Linked DNA regions of Sus scrofa: region 1 is linked to region 2. The links are chromatin contacts, called in public HiChIP or PLAC-seq maps. All regions are on one chromosome and are shown on one strand. The core of a region is the stretch at or near the end of the contact, and the rest is flanking DNA. Distances in the headings are between cores, read along the strand shown.

Evidence for each region. HiChIP or PLAC-seq counts read pairs in DNA pulled down with a chosen protein or histone mark.
Region 1: an H3K27ac HiChIP or PLAC-seq map of alveolar macrophages shows a contact between it and region 2. The contact joins two enhancer-like sites. A contact is called at or near these places in 2 of 47 Hi-C or Micro-C datasets (mesenteric adipose tissue and retroperitoneal adipose tissue) and 2 of 2 datasets of contacts at active chromatin or transcription factors (alveolar macrophages and skeletal muscle).

What each region holds. Positions count from the first base shown.
Region 1 is chr14:56,621,556-56,628,539 of Sscrofa11.1, forward strand. No RefSeq gene overlaps it. Among named protein-coding and RNA genes, the nearest start is that of TARBP1, 45 kb to the right of the region's middle. Within about 2 kb of position 1,951, at least 70 of the 83 cell types and tissues checked have an H3K27ac peak or open chromatin away from gene starts, as enhancers often do. A contact at or near this core is called in alveolar macrophages, mesenteric adipose tissue, retroperitoneal adipose tissue and 1 more, where this site is marked.
Region 2 is chr14:56,473,408-56,480,338 of Sscrofa11.1, forward strand. LOC102158473 (a long non-coding RNA gene) reads right to left here. Exons shown (of 7, transcript XR_002338950.1): 5 at 5,219-6,067. Among named protein-coding and RNA genes, the nearest start is that of IRF2BP2, 69 kb to the right of the region's middle. Within about 2 kb of position 2,159, at least 27 of the 83 cell types and tissues checked have an H3K27ac peak or open chromatin away from gene starts, as enhancers often do. A contact at or near this core is called in alveolar macrophages, mesenteric adipose tissue, retroperitoneal adipose tissue and 1 more, where this site is marked.

The sequences.
Region 1 (6,984 bases), core at 701-3,200, 150 kb after region 2:
ACATCCCTTAGGGTGGGGGGAAAAAAAACAAACCCACTACCTTAGAAGGAAAGTGTTACAAACATGTAAGAGATGAATAATGTGTCATTTTTATCACCTCACTGACAGCTTTATGGACTTCATTTATTCATGCATCCAATGTGCTATGTCATCGTCATTATCCCTTCTCGTTATTATTAAAAGTAATTCTGCTTACTGCAAGTTTTTCAAAGCCCGTGAGTCTGTTTCTGTTCTGCAAATAAGTTCATTGGTATCCTTCCTTAAGGTTCCACCTATAAACAATATCATATGATGTTTGTCTTGCATGGTCTGACTAACTTCACTTAGCATGATAATCTCTAGGTTCAGCCTTGTTGCTGAAATGCATTACTTCATTCTTTCTATGGCTGAGGAAGATCCCAGTGCATATATGCACCACATCTTCTTTATCCATTCCTCTGTCACTGGACATTTAGGTTGCTTCCATGTCTTGGCGATTGTGGCTAGTGCTGCAACGAACAGTGGTTATCAAAGCAGACAGGGGAGGGGAGGAAGGGGTGGACTGGGGATTTGGGATTGGCATAGGCACCCTGTGGTATATGGAATGATTGGCCAACGAGGACCTGCTGTATAGCACAGAGAACTCTAACCAATACACTGTGATCGTCTATGTGGGGAAAGTATCTGAAAGAGAATGGAGGGGTGTACATGTATCACTGAATCACTTTGCTGTACAGCAGAAATGATCACAAACTTGTAAATCCACTCTACTTCAACAAAGCTTTAAAATAAACTCAAACAAAAAATAACGCCACTATCTCCACTGGTGTTCATCCTTCCCTCTCACTCCCAACCCAATTTTATGATCGTTATTATTTATACTCTGAAAATCTGGGAATCAAAAATGCTTTTGTTGTTGGTCTGCTCTGAAAGACGACAGAGTTCCCTTCCCTCGGAGTATAACCTAGTAAAGAAAGAGAATATGCATAATTGAAGTGAGTTTTTAAAATGGGTTCTTCTTTATCACTCTTGGACAGTTAAAATTGCCATGCTTGAGGAAGAAAATGCAAAGTGGCCCCACAGCGCATTACGGAGGACACTTGACATACGCATTCAATCCAAGCCTGATGAAAATTTGCATAATTCTTCTTCTCCTTATTTATTCTAAAATAATTGAAAAGCAGTGGTCTTGAAGACAGAAATTTTTGAAAAGCAATATTTCACGCATAGGTTTAAAAGGAATCAGCCCATTTGTTCAATAATGAAAAAAATCATTATTTTCACATTCCCACCTAATGTCTTCTGTTTTCTTCCATCCTCATTTAGCTCAACTGGGAATTAGGCACATCTTAGTTATGCTAAAAAAACACACAAAAAACTAATATCATGAAATAGTAGTATCTTTCATCAACAATAGGACTTACTCTACAGAAAAGACCCTGACTATGTCAGGTGTGGCTTAGATTTGTTTTTTGTTTGTTTGTTTGGGGCTGCACTTGCAGCACATGGAGGTCCCCAGGCCAGGGGTCTAATCTGAGCTGTAGCTGCCGGCCTACACCACAGCCACAGCAACCCCAGATCGGAGCCGCATCTGCAACCTACACCACAGCTCATGGCAATGCCGGATCCTTAACCCACTGAGCGAGGCCAGGGATCGAACATGTGTCCTCATGGATGCTAGTCAGATTCGGTTCCACCGAGCCACAACAGGAACTGCCAGATTTGTATTGGACCTTCATTTCTTTTCCTTCCCCATTTTTGGCACAATGTATAGGTTTGAGCACACTGGAATCCGGAGTTCTCTTTCTGTGTATACGTATTTTTTCCTTTACTATCTTCTATAAAAGGAGCCTGCTATTGATTGCAGCTGACTGTGCCGCTTGAGTTGATATCCAAGCGACGCTAACCCAGATAGGGATTAGCATGACATCAGCCGTCAGGCGAGGGAGCCTGGCGGAGCGCCAGCCTGTAAAAACGGAACACGTTTGCGTCACCGTTCCCTTGGTAATGCTTCTTGGAGCCTTGTCAGCTGTCCCCTGAGGTTGTTTCCTTAATATGTCAACAGACATTCCTGAATCTTTAATGCTGAATAGCTCTTTTCCTTTTCCAAAAACACTTAGGTGACCAAGCAGCTGGGACATTCTGTTGGCGTGATCTTTTAAAATGCAATTTCTTTCATGAAATAGGTGTTTTGTTCGAAACATTCTAGGGGATTTAAAGAGGTTTCGATTTCTGCTTCTCGGTGTTAGAAGACCTGTTTTTTGAACAAACGGGGCAGCTGGTTTCAGGCTGGGCGCTGCTTCTCTGCTTTTATCTTCTTTGGGAAAAGCCCTGATTCCCTCTGCAGCTTCTCCAAACCATCCAATTATCCTGTTCCAGTGTGACATTTCACAGGGCACAGTGGCTGGTTGAAAGACCCGGCTGGAATTTGCCCCCATGTATGATTCGCCCTCTGACCTTGCTCTGAGAAAGTCTGCGGGTGAGACGGAAGAACACGTGGGCAGTGACCTTGAGTGTTGTTCCCTCCTTACCCCCAGCCACAGATAAGAAAGATTTGTCACCCGTTACCCACGTGATAGCTATTTCCTCATTTTCCCGAGGTCTTTATTTGCTGTTCTGGTAACTTGATCTCCACTTTCATCTTGAAATCTTTTACTTTGAAGAGTCCCATAGCCAAAGCTAACATCCCTTCCTTCTCTTTCCGAAAGTAAACATAGCTCCTTGAAGTTGAGTGACTTCCCACTGCACAATAACCTTCCAGACTGTTGTGCAGTTGCTATAGCAGTTAATCTCCGTCAATAGTTCGAACATCGTAAATTTGGAGAGAAGTCATTTGGTGTGGGGTTGGGGGGTAGGGTGGGAGGTAGGTTATGAAATTAAATTAATCGCAAGTGACTTTGAGGGAGGATTTGGGGGGGAAGCCACTTCTGCCTGCCTGAGCATCAGACCCAATGCAGAGGGGCGCCTTTCACCACCAGCTGGTGGGGGGTCGCGGGTTTTTTCCGGCGGAAATACGCCAAGAGCACTGAGAGTCTGCTGCCCCGGGCTCTGCCTCTGGGCGGGGGCTGCTAAGAGCTCTGCTTCCTCCTCTGCCAGCTGACGGAACAATCCCCCTTCTGTCCTGCCGTTCCTGTTCCCTTGGTGTCCGGCCTCCTGGGAGCCCCGCCATCATCCCCACTGAAGAAGGTCCCCGCTGGTTCACCGGAGGAGAAGGGAATTGGGGCTGCCCAGAAGGGGAGAGGTGTAGAATCCCTGGGTTTTAGAACTGAAAAGAATTTTTAGAGACTTAGTGAAACCCAAGATCATCATTTGTTTTAAGAATGAGAAATCCGAGGCCCAGAGAAGCTGAATGAGTTTGCTGGTGTGGCCAAGTTGGTGTCAGGCCTAGGAGGAGAATAGGTCTCTCTCCCTGGCCTGAGCCTATCTCAGCATAGCTGCCTGCTCTCCTTCAGGGGAAGGGCCAGGTGGGGCAGAAGCTGGTCTTCTTTGTGCGGTCAGTGCGCTTTCCAGTGGAGTGTGATGCTCGAGGACCACTGAGACTGTGGGCAGCCTGGTTCTGAGCATAAGGATGAAGTTCAACTCAGGAGAGGAGGGGGAGGGGCACCTGGACACATCTCACTTCTCCTGGCTTTGCTGGGTGCCCACAGGAGAGCCTGTCTGCCCTCCACCTGGACTGGCCCGGCACGCAAGACCCAGACTGCACTTATCCCCTGGCAGGACTGGAGAGGCAGCACAGGAAGCCCAGCGGTCACTGCGGGGCCAAAGGCAGAGAACCTGAACAGCTCTGGGGCAGCCTTGAACTAGACTCTTGCTCCTTTAGCCTTGGGAACCAAGAGGGAAAATAACATAGACACGTATAAGGAAGTGGAAAGGAGCCTGTTAACCTGCACGCAGGCTTTTACATCCAGAATAAGTTTTCCTCATCCTTCACCTCTTCCCTCCCTGCAAGCTCTGTATATCAGCTGACGGCTGAGATGGTGCAAAGCTGGCTGAGTTTAGCAACTCTGGTTCCAAGCCAGGACGTTAGGTTCCAGCCTCCTGCAATCCAGGCTCTGCCACTCGAGAGCTATGTGATCCTGGGCAGGACTTTACCCTCTTTAAGCCTCAGTTTCCTCATCTGGAAAATGGACATCATACCCGTTAGTTTAAGGAATATCGTAAGGATTAAATAAGAGGAAGTCTGCAGGCTATTTGGCCAAGTGCCTGACATGAAAGCACTCGGAGACACCTCAGTCACTGTTGTTATCATCACTCAGAGAACTTCCGGCAAAATTTCAGGAGACAGTCGATGAGCACAAAGCTTTCCGGGTATCAGGTGGGAATGCATCGGTCATCACGGTCCAGGCTTGCGGGACAGGAAGGGCAGCTGCAGACAAGGGGAAGGGCTGGTGGAAACAGCACGACTTCCCTCCACTTTCCTGGGGCTGCGTGTCAACAGAAATCCCATGCAAAGGGCGAAGCCAGCCTGTCCTATCTGGCTTTTGCTTTCAAGGGCCTACGGCCCTAGTGGGGGAAGGGTGGGGGGTTCCCAGCCCCAAGTCAGTCCAGTCATGGACACAGCTGCAAGGAAAGGAAAAGAAGCAGGAAAGTCAGAAGGGTGAGCATCTGCCGCCCGCTGCAGCGTGGAGAGGGTGTGACTGATCTCCGAGGAGCAGAGGAGGTCAGGTTTTACCCCATCTCCTCATTCTAGATGAAAACACTTTCTTAGGCAGGCTGAAGACTTGTCTCAGATTGAAGAGTGAATAACCCTTGAGAGGCCTAGACTTGCCTCTCCACCCTCCAAGGGTCCCTCCCTCACTGCACGTGCAAGCACACACACACACACACACACACACACACACACACACACACACACATGTGCACACAGTGTGTACACAGCAATGGGCAAGATGTAGGGCCAGAGGTGCGGCAATTGCCCTGGCAGTGGCAGGTCTATGCTTTGCTGGCCCTGGGGGTGGGGGGTGTCTTCAGTGTCCCGAGAGGTGACTGCAGAGGTGAGGTCTGGCCCTCTCTGCACCAAGGATCAGATAAACTGGCCCTTGACCCCGAACTTTCATTTTCCCCAGAGGGACCTGGGCTGAGACCGGACACAGGAAAAACTGGAATGTCCCCTTTTTTGTTCCCCAACATGTCTCTGGCTGTCATGATGACAAGGGAGAGGGGACTGGTTTGGGAATCCGTCTTTCTCTCTCCAGCATGGGAATGAGTCATTTGGCAGACAGCTTCACGCGGAAATTACAAACCTCTCATGTCACCTATGGAAACCCCAGTCTTCAGAAACCACAGCGAGGTTTCTGTTTGTTTTCGTTCTGTTTTTGTCATTCTCCTCGCTTTCGCAGCAGAAGAGATACAGGGAAATCACCATACACTGGCTGCGCATACCCACTGCGCATGCAGATGGATACGTGTCCTTTGCCCGGGAGGGCCCTGGGTGGCTTCTTTCCACTTGTCATCCCCATTTCTCTCCGGCCTTGCCTTTTGGGCCTCTGTCCCAAGGGGAGCTGAGCTGCCAGGGTCCTCTGAGAGGCACCCATTCATGGGGCCAAAGAAAACACTTTAGTTGGGACATGTTTTGAAGGGGAATTTTCTTGTTTTGTGTTCCCTACAGATTTGGGGGGTTTCTTTTACTCCTTGGGGGATAAAAATAATCGCAATAAAACCACCAAATTTTTATACCTATGCTATCTCCTTCCATGGGTTGGTCCATTGAAATTTATTCTTAAAAACAAGAAAGTAGCTCATGATTTCTTTTTATTAAACTGTCATGGATTTGCAGTGTTGTGTCAATTTCTGCTGTACAGCAAAGTGACCCAGTCATACATATGTATAGATTCTTTCTTAATATTCTTTTCTATCACGGTCTATCTCAGGAAATTGGATAGAATTTCCTGTGCTGTACAGTAGGACTTCATTGCTTATCCATTCTAAATGTCATAGTTTGCATCTACTAACCCCAAAGTGCAGTCCATCGCACCCTCTCCCCCCTCCCTAGCCTATGATTTATTTATTTAGTTTTACTTTTTTGTCTTTTTAGGGAAGACACATGGAAGTTCCCAGGCTAGGGGTTAAATCAGAACTGCAGCTTCTGACCTACACCTCAGTCACAGTAATGCCAGATCTGAGCCGAGTCTGTAACCTACACCATAGCTCACAGCAATGCCGTATCCTTAACCCACTGAGCAAGGCCAGGGATCAAACCCACATCTTCATGGATCCTAGTTGGGTTTGTTACCACTGAGCCACAACAGGAGCTCCCTCTAGCTCTTGATTTTTTAACAGCCAATTTCTAACCCAGTGGCTACCACATATGAATTCAGTCACTCAGGAAGTATTTTTGAGCAAAGCAACCTCTTCAATCCAGGTACTGTTGAGGTTGTTGAGAATAGTTTTGAACAATGCAGATGCACTGCTTGCCTTCAGGAAGCTTATATCCCAGTAATGACTAAGGAAGTTCATAGGTATGCTACAAACCAAAAATAAAATTAAGGTCACTACGTGAAGCCTCACTTGAACTTCATGGCCTACCTTTATTCATATATTTTAAAATACTGTTATCAAGTCATTTATTTGGTGATCTGATTTTGAGGATTGGGGCTGCATTCTTTTCCCCCAGAAACCTCAAGCTCATCTCTTGACTTCACTGATCTTTGCTATAGACAGATGTCCACAAAGGAGGACAATGCCTGCAAAGGAGGGCTATGGCCCAGCACATCTAGGACTCTGTGAGTTCTCCAATGATGATTATAAGGGTTTGGCTAGAGGGCTGGAAAGGGACCACCCAAGCTATGAAAAAGTTGGGTTTTGTTGAAACCCATCTTGGAAAAGGACTAATAAATAAATTTAATTTAAATGGTTCCTTTTTCTTTAGAGACATAAAAAACAACTATGTAAGTAAACTGCTTATTTTTTCAAGCTGGCCTTGGCTGATTTTAATTGGTAGTTTGTTCATTATTCATTCATTGAATAACAGGCACTGAGCTCTGTGATAAAAACACAAACTTAGTA
Region 2 (6,931 bases), core at 909-3,408:
ATGCTGCGGGAGCGGCCCAAGAAATAGCAACAACAACAACAACAAAAGACAAAAAGACAAAAAAATAAAAAATAAAAAATAAAAATATGACACAAATTAACCTATCTACAAAACAGAAACAAACTCACAGACATAGAAGACAAACTTATGGTTACAAAGGGAAAGGTGTGTGTGATGGGGGAGAGAGCTAGATTTGGAGTTTGGGGTTCTTTTACTACATATAAAATAAATAAACAAGAAGGTCTTATTGTATAGCACAGGGAACTAGATTCAGTATCCTGTTATCAACCATAATGGAAGAGAAAGTGAAAAAGAATATGTAACTGAATTCCTTTGCCATATACTGAAACTAACACAACATTGTAAATTGACTATATTTTTTGGCTGTGCCTACAGCATGTGGATGTTCACAGGCCAGGAATCGAACCTGTGCTACAGCAGTGACCCAAGCCACCAAAGTGACAAATGCAGTTCCCTAGCCCTCTGTGTCACAGGAGAACTCCAGTAAATAAACTATAATTAAAAAAAAGGCATATAAACAAGATAGCAACTTAAAAGAGAGGAAACGCTTTCTTTCTTTTAATATCCTTTCTTTTCACTGAGTAATTATTATTTTTCAACTGTAAGTTGAGTTCTTCTCCTCATCTTATTCCTATTAAATTCACTCTGGCAAAGTGTGCCAGGTCAATACAAATAACCTTTAAAGGCACAGCCCAGCTCTCAAGAGATGAAGAGTGACTGGTACTCAGCGCTTTGTAAAGACTTGCTTGGATAATCTTTTTTGTTGTTTTTATGGTCACGTCTCAGTATATGGAAGTTCCCAGGCCAGGGACTGAATCTGAGCTGCAGCTGCAACTTACGCTACAGCTTCAGCAATGTTGGATCCTTTAACCCACTGTGCCACAGTGGGAACTCCTTGCCTTGATAATCTGAGATCTCTCTTTCTCTCTCTCTCACGCCCCTCTCACACACACACACACACACACACACACACGGTCCTAGGAGCAGTGGTGTGTTTATTGCTTGATGGCACTACCACCTTGCCCAGCTTCTCATCCATCCTGCAAGCCCTCCCTCAGCCTCTGAAAATGAAGGGTTGCGGCCCTTTAAAGGATGCTCTGCCACCTGACCCCTCGCCAGCCCCTCCCCCAGACCTCCTGCTCCCTGCCATCATTTCCACTATTTTGAACTTTCAATGCTGTCTACTTGTTGGCTCCTTTCCCATGTCCTTGGAACATGCCAAGGACATCCTGCTCTAAAAAACCCCTCTCAAATGACTGCTCCATGTCATGCCTTCCCTTCACCATCAAGCTCGTTTTTGAAGAAGGGTACCTTCATGGCCTCAAGGTCCCCTCCTCCACCTGTTTCCCTGCCTCTGAGATTCAGCGTCTGCACCCACCCCGCCTCCCCAATACATGGCTCTCTCATACTCAGAGCCGCTCTTGGGACATGCAGGATCCCTATGTTTTGGCCTTGGGACCTGCCAATCACCTTCTGTGGTGACCGTCTACACTCCTGGCGGATGACCCCCAGATGCAGTCTCCAGTCTTGATCCGGATCCTGGGGTACAGAGGCTGTATTTCCAGTGACTCCCTAACCAGTCTATTGGGTCACCCCGTGAAAACCTTGACACTCAACTTGCCCCAGAGGGACCAGCCCCTTCCTTCTCCAGCCTGCCCCTCCCCTAGTCTGCTGGTTTATGTTACCAGGCGCCTTGCCAGGCCGCCTCCAGGCTAGAACCTCAGGATTATTTTAGATGCTTCCTTCTCCTTCCTGCCTCATAATCAGTTGCCTCCTAATCATCTCCTAAATCTGCTATCTCTTGTCATCCTGCCCCTGATCTTTGCAGTCTAGCTGACCCATCTACAAGCTTAGTCCTGGCCTCACCCCCGCCCCCCCCAAGCTGTGAGTAGTAGCAATTTTAGGCAAGAGCCCCAGCTTCCGCTTCACTGGTCTCAGCTCTCTGCTTCCTGATTTCTGCTTTGTGTACCCCCCCACCAACACCAGCCCCTGCCGCCCCCACTTGAGTTTTCCATTTCTGGCCACTCAGGCTCCCCTGGTTTTAGATTTCCAGGTGCTTTTCCACAGTGACTCTCCACCTGGCTTCTACTTCTGGTGTGAGGTATCAAGTCACACCTACTGTCGCCTGGGTAACATCTTGGTCCATTTCTCCTCCTGTGGAGCCTACCAGCCAAGCCGGCCTTGGGTCTCTCACCTCTGTGCTGTCACAGTAACGTTATTCTCTGCATGCCTGTTCTTTCACTGGACTGTAAGTCCCCTTGAGGACAAGAAGGGGCCATTATTTCCTTGCCTCTGAGTTTCGTTCCAGGCACAGCGTAGGATTAGGAAAATGGAAAGAATGTGGTATATACAGGAAACATTTAAGAATGATTCAAGGCAATCCATGTCCTGGAGAAGGACAGGGAGGGAGGGGCTGCTGTGGACTGAGTCAGTCTAGGAAGCTGGATCCCAAGCTGAATGCAGACATTGTAATTATATGCCCTAAAAACAGGAAAGTGCTGCTTACGCTGATGAAGTCTATCTTTGAACTCCGCCCAGTGCCCTGAATTCTCCACTTACTCTGTTACCTTTTCTTAACCCAGCTGGGATGACTAGGGCCTGTAAGGCCAAGAAGGCTGTCATGAGAGGTGTGGCCCAGCCAATAAGGGGCCAGAGGCCAGCAGCTTCCTGCGTGTTAGCGCCAGGAGTGTGGGAGGCCGTCTTCTGTTTACTTGGGGACCTTGGGACCTTGGGGCTTCGCTTGGCCCCAGAGGAGCTCAGAAGTGTGCATCACTCCTCTGAAGACACATCCAGGGAGTGTTTGATTGTGACTTCTCCCTAGAGCCGGCCTCCAGCCAAATGTGAATAGCCCTTGTAGAATCCTGGCTGGTGCTCAAGGCCTTCTTGGGTTTTTCCAAAGAAGTGTCCTGGGCCTTCTCATTGGTTTCTCCATTTACTGTTTCCTGTCATGCTATCATGTGATTGGAAGTGCTGTCCTTAAGGCTGTGTCCCTTTGGTACCATGAGCTCAAGCTCTGCTCCCGCCTAGCCTCACCCCTAGCCAATCCCTTTGGCTGAAAGATCCCTGGACTTCCCTGCAGCATCAGCCTGGACTGCGGTTTTCCCTAAGACCCTCTGCTAAGCTGTGCATTACAGGTCGGGGAGGGCCCTGTTTGGATCTGGCTCATTCTGAAGGAACTCCGGCCCTTAAGAAGGAGGGGGGGTCATGCTGGCCATCTTCTCAGTTGAGTTTTGGCAGCCTGGCCCTTCTTCATCACCAGTCCCTTCTTCCTTTGGACCACTCCACTTGCCCAGCTGCTGCAAGTCCCAGATGTTCCAGAAGAGCTGCTAGGAGCTGAGAGTTTGTGTGGGCAGAGAGACACGGGCCAATCCCACCACAAGCAGTCTAAAAAAATGGTGCCCAAGGGAAAGCATGTCTTGACTTTGGCCCTCTTCCACATGGGTCTGTCCCCTCAAAGATGCGTGTGCCCCCTGGATTTCACTGAATTCTTAAGCTTGCCGCAGAGGTATTTATAGCCCAAGAAAGTTGCTCAATGGTCTTATTCATGGCCTGCATGCAAGCTCTCACGAAACCCTCTGCTGGATTCCTTGGTTCCTGGAAAGCCTGGGTGAATTTCACGCAAAAATCATTTGAGCATATAGTCGCATATTAACGTGCGTGTTCAGAAGCCAAAATCCAAGTCGTAATAGGGTTGCTCACACTTTGGGATTTCCAAACCTAAAAGAAGGCTCTTTAAAAAGAAAGAAAGAGGGAGTTCCCTAGCAGCCTAGTGGTTAAGGATGTAGAGTTGTCACTGCTGTGGCTCAGGTTCGATCCCTGGCCAGGAAACTTCTGCATGCCATGGGCCAGACCAAAAAACCAACCAACAAATAAATAAAAAGGAAGAAAGAAAAAAAAAAACAATGAGACAAACACATAAATAACAGAAAACATTCTAAGATTCTCAAAAGCTTCTGTGTCTATATTCAATGCATATCCAGGTAAGTGCTTTCTTTCCTTGCCTGACCCAACCTTGTCTTCAGCAATAGACAGATTAGATGGAGAGAGAGATCCAAAGGGAAAAAAAAAAAAATCGCAGTCTTGCTCTCCTTAGAGTAGTTCATCACGTTATGGAGAACAGCCCAGCTTTTTCACATATACTGAACTTGCTAGGTGATGGCTTGGAATTTGTACCCTCTCAGTTGATACAGTCACCAATCACCCTGAGTGAATCCTGGAGACATCAGTCCCTTGGCAAATGTTCCGGGGATAATGCAATTCATTAATGTGCCACTGGGCCGGCTGCTATGTTAAGCCAACCCGGGCCAGGTCACCTTGAAGAATTTTCATGGCTTTTCCGCAGTCTGGCAGCAGAGCCTGTCCTGACCCGTCTTCTTCAAGCCTGTGGACTTGGAGCTGCCCGCCTAGTATGGAGGGGTCCAGAGCCTCGTTCTTCGTCCTGGTTCTGTGCCCCTCAGCCATCTTTCAGTCCCCCCTGCTCCCAGGCTGCTTTCCAGCTGCATCAACAGGGGTTCCCCCCAAGAACCAGTCTTAGATCATCTATACATGGCTGGGCCTGCAAATCTTGACAAAGCACTTTCTATAAGCCACATGAGCGGGGGCAAAAATAACAATAATAAATAATGCCTCTGAGTCATCCATTAACCTCTGCGATGCCGCCTCCATGTCAGCTGTCATTTGCTAACAGTGTCACCCAGAATCCCTGACTAGGCCAGACAAGCTTTGGCATGTTCCCTCCCCAGCAGCGCTGAGCAGCCTCTCCTCCCTGCCCATCTGTCCTCTTCTGCCGGGCCGGGCCTGTTTCTTTCATGACTGCTCTGAGCTGGGCCCACCTGATTCTCACTTCCATGTCCATGAAAGTTTCCATATCCTCTGTTCCCCTCCGGTCTTGCCTGCAAACCACAGTGTTCCCTGCTTGATGATGCGCTGCTTTGCTAGCCTGCCTTAGGAGACTTCTGTGCCCTGGATTTTTCCAAAGTCTCTGGGTGGGGTGTGTCTTGAGAAACCTCCACCCACCAGGGCCATGGGGCTCCGCCCACCAGGGGCGTTGCTGCAGAACCCAATGGGCCCGTGCCTCCCTTTTCCCACCTGGCTTTGCTCTTGCTTAGCTTGACTCTCAAGGCTTATCGGGACGTTCTTCTCTCTCTAGGGCCTGGACCAGAACAGCCTTGGTAATGAACACACATCAGCAACTCACCTACAAATGGTGGCAAGGTCTTCCTCTCCGGGAGGCCTTGCATTTTAGTGAGCTGAGCACATCAAGCCAAACGCAGGCCTCATTTGCAGCCTCTGGTCAAAACCACCAGTCTGGTCCAGAGCATCATTTCATCCTGCAGCTTCTGGTCTTGCTCTGGTTCTCGGCCATCTTGAAGCATAAACAGGGAAGGAGGGGCCACGTCTGCAGAGTGCCACTCACTTCTCATGTGGTTCCTCAGCCTCTGGGCTCAGAGGCCCCCAAAGCATTTCTTCTCTCATTTTATGAATTGTGTACCACACGGCATTTGGTCACCCAGCGTGAACCCGGCCCATGGGGTGCTGAGGCTCCCACAGGGTTGAGATCATGGTCACTGGGCCTTCTATACCTGAGGGGAAGTTGTGGGGTGTGGGCAGGGAGCTGTGGGCCCCTAGGGAGGGTGTGGGAGGGTCTCCACAAATGCAGTGACATTTGCTGTGAGTTTAAAGGCGGGATGAGGAGTTTGACAGTGAGGGGGCCAGGGTGGTCCAGCCAGAAGTGCAAGAGCCCTGAGGGGCCCTGGGGGGCTCTGATGTGTGCAGAGCATGGAGGGGAGGCCCCTGTGTCCAGCCCAACTATGATGGGCCTGGCCACCAGTGGGGATGTCTGAGGCCACGGGAGGTCCCATGTGCCTGCTAAGGCAGCCGGATGTGTCCAAGACACCACAAAGTCATTGAAGGTGTTCAAGTGGAGCTGGCAAGAGGGGTGGATCAGGGAGGCCAGGCCTGGGCAGGGAGATAAGTCGTGAAGGTCCTGGTCAGAGACGGTGGGAAGACTGGCTTTAAGTCTGCAGAATCGACTACGCCTGGTCACCTGTTGAGTAGAGAGAGAGAGAGAAAGCCTTGAGAGTCACACTGAGATTTTGAACTTGAGAGGGTAGAGTCAGGAGGCAAGGCAGGATGAGACCTTGCTCAGTGGGTTAAAAAATCTCTGTGGTATAGGTGGCAGATGCAGCTCAGATCTGGCTTTGCTATGGCTGTGGTATAGACCAATAGACTGGCAGCTGTAGCTCTGATTCAACCCCTAGCCTGGGAACTTCCATATGCCATGAGGGTGGCCCGAAAAAGAAAAAGGGAAAAAAAAAAAAAAGACCTGAACAGATTCCCATAGGTAAGACATTTTGTAAGATGAACTAAAATGAAAATGAAATTTACCAGGGATTATACACAAAGTTATGCACCTCAGTTTTGATGGTTAACACCCTCCTGAGTACAGAAGGAGAGAATGAGAATAATGAGAAGTGGAATCACAAGGTAGAAGCAGACTCTCGTACAACCAATGCAATTTATCCATAAGGAAAATTAAGCCCAGTGAGGTTCAAAGACTTGCCTGAAATCTTAGCAAAGATTGTTTGTTTGGAACCAAAATCCATTTGAAGACTCTCAAATTTAAATAGTTTAATATTAAAAACAGAGAAACCTTGCAGAAGCTAGTTGCAAGAGATTTAGGGGGACCTTGTGGCAACTGGCAAGTCTTTGGTTACCTTCTCTGACTCTATTTCCACCCCCCGCTTCCAGGAGCGTCCACCAGGCCCTCTGCAGCCTGTCTTCCCTGCTGGCTCTTAGCCATCCAGAGAAGCAGGTTCATTTCCACATCTCCATGATCTTCCAAGGCTCCTCAGAGCTAACTGACCTGGGAAGGGTCTCCTTGGCCCACCCAGTTTGTGGCCCAGGACAG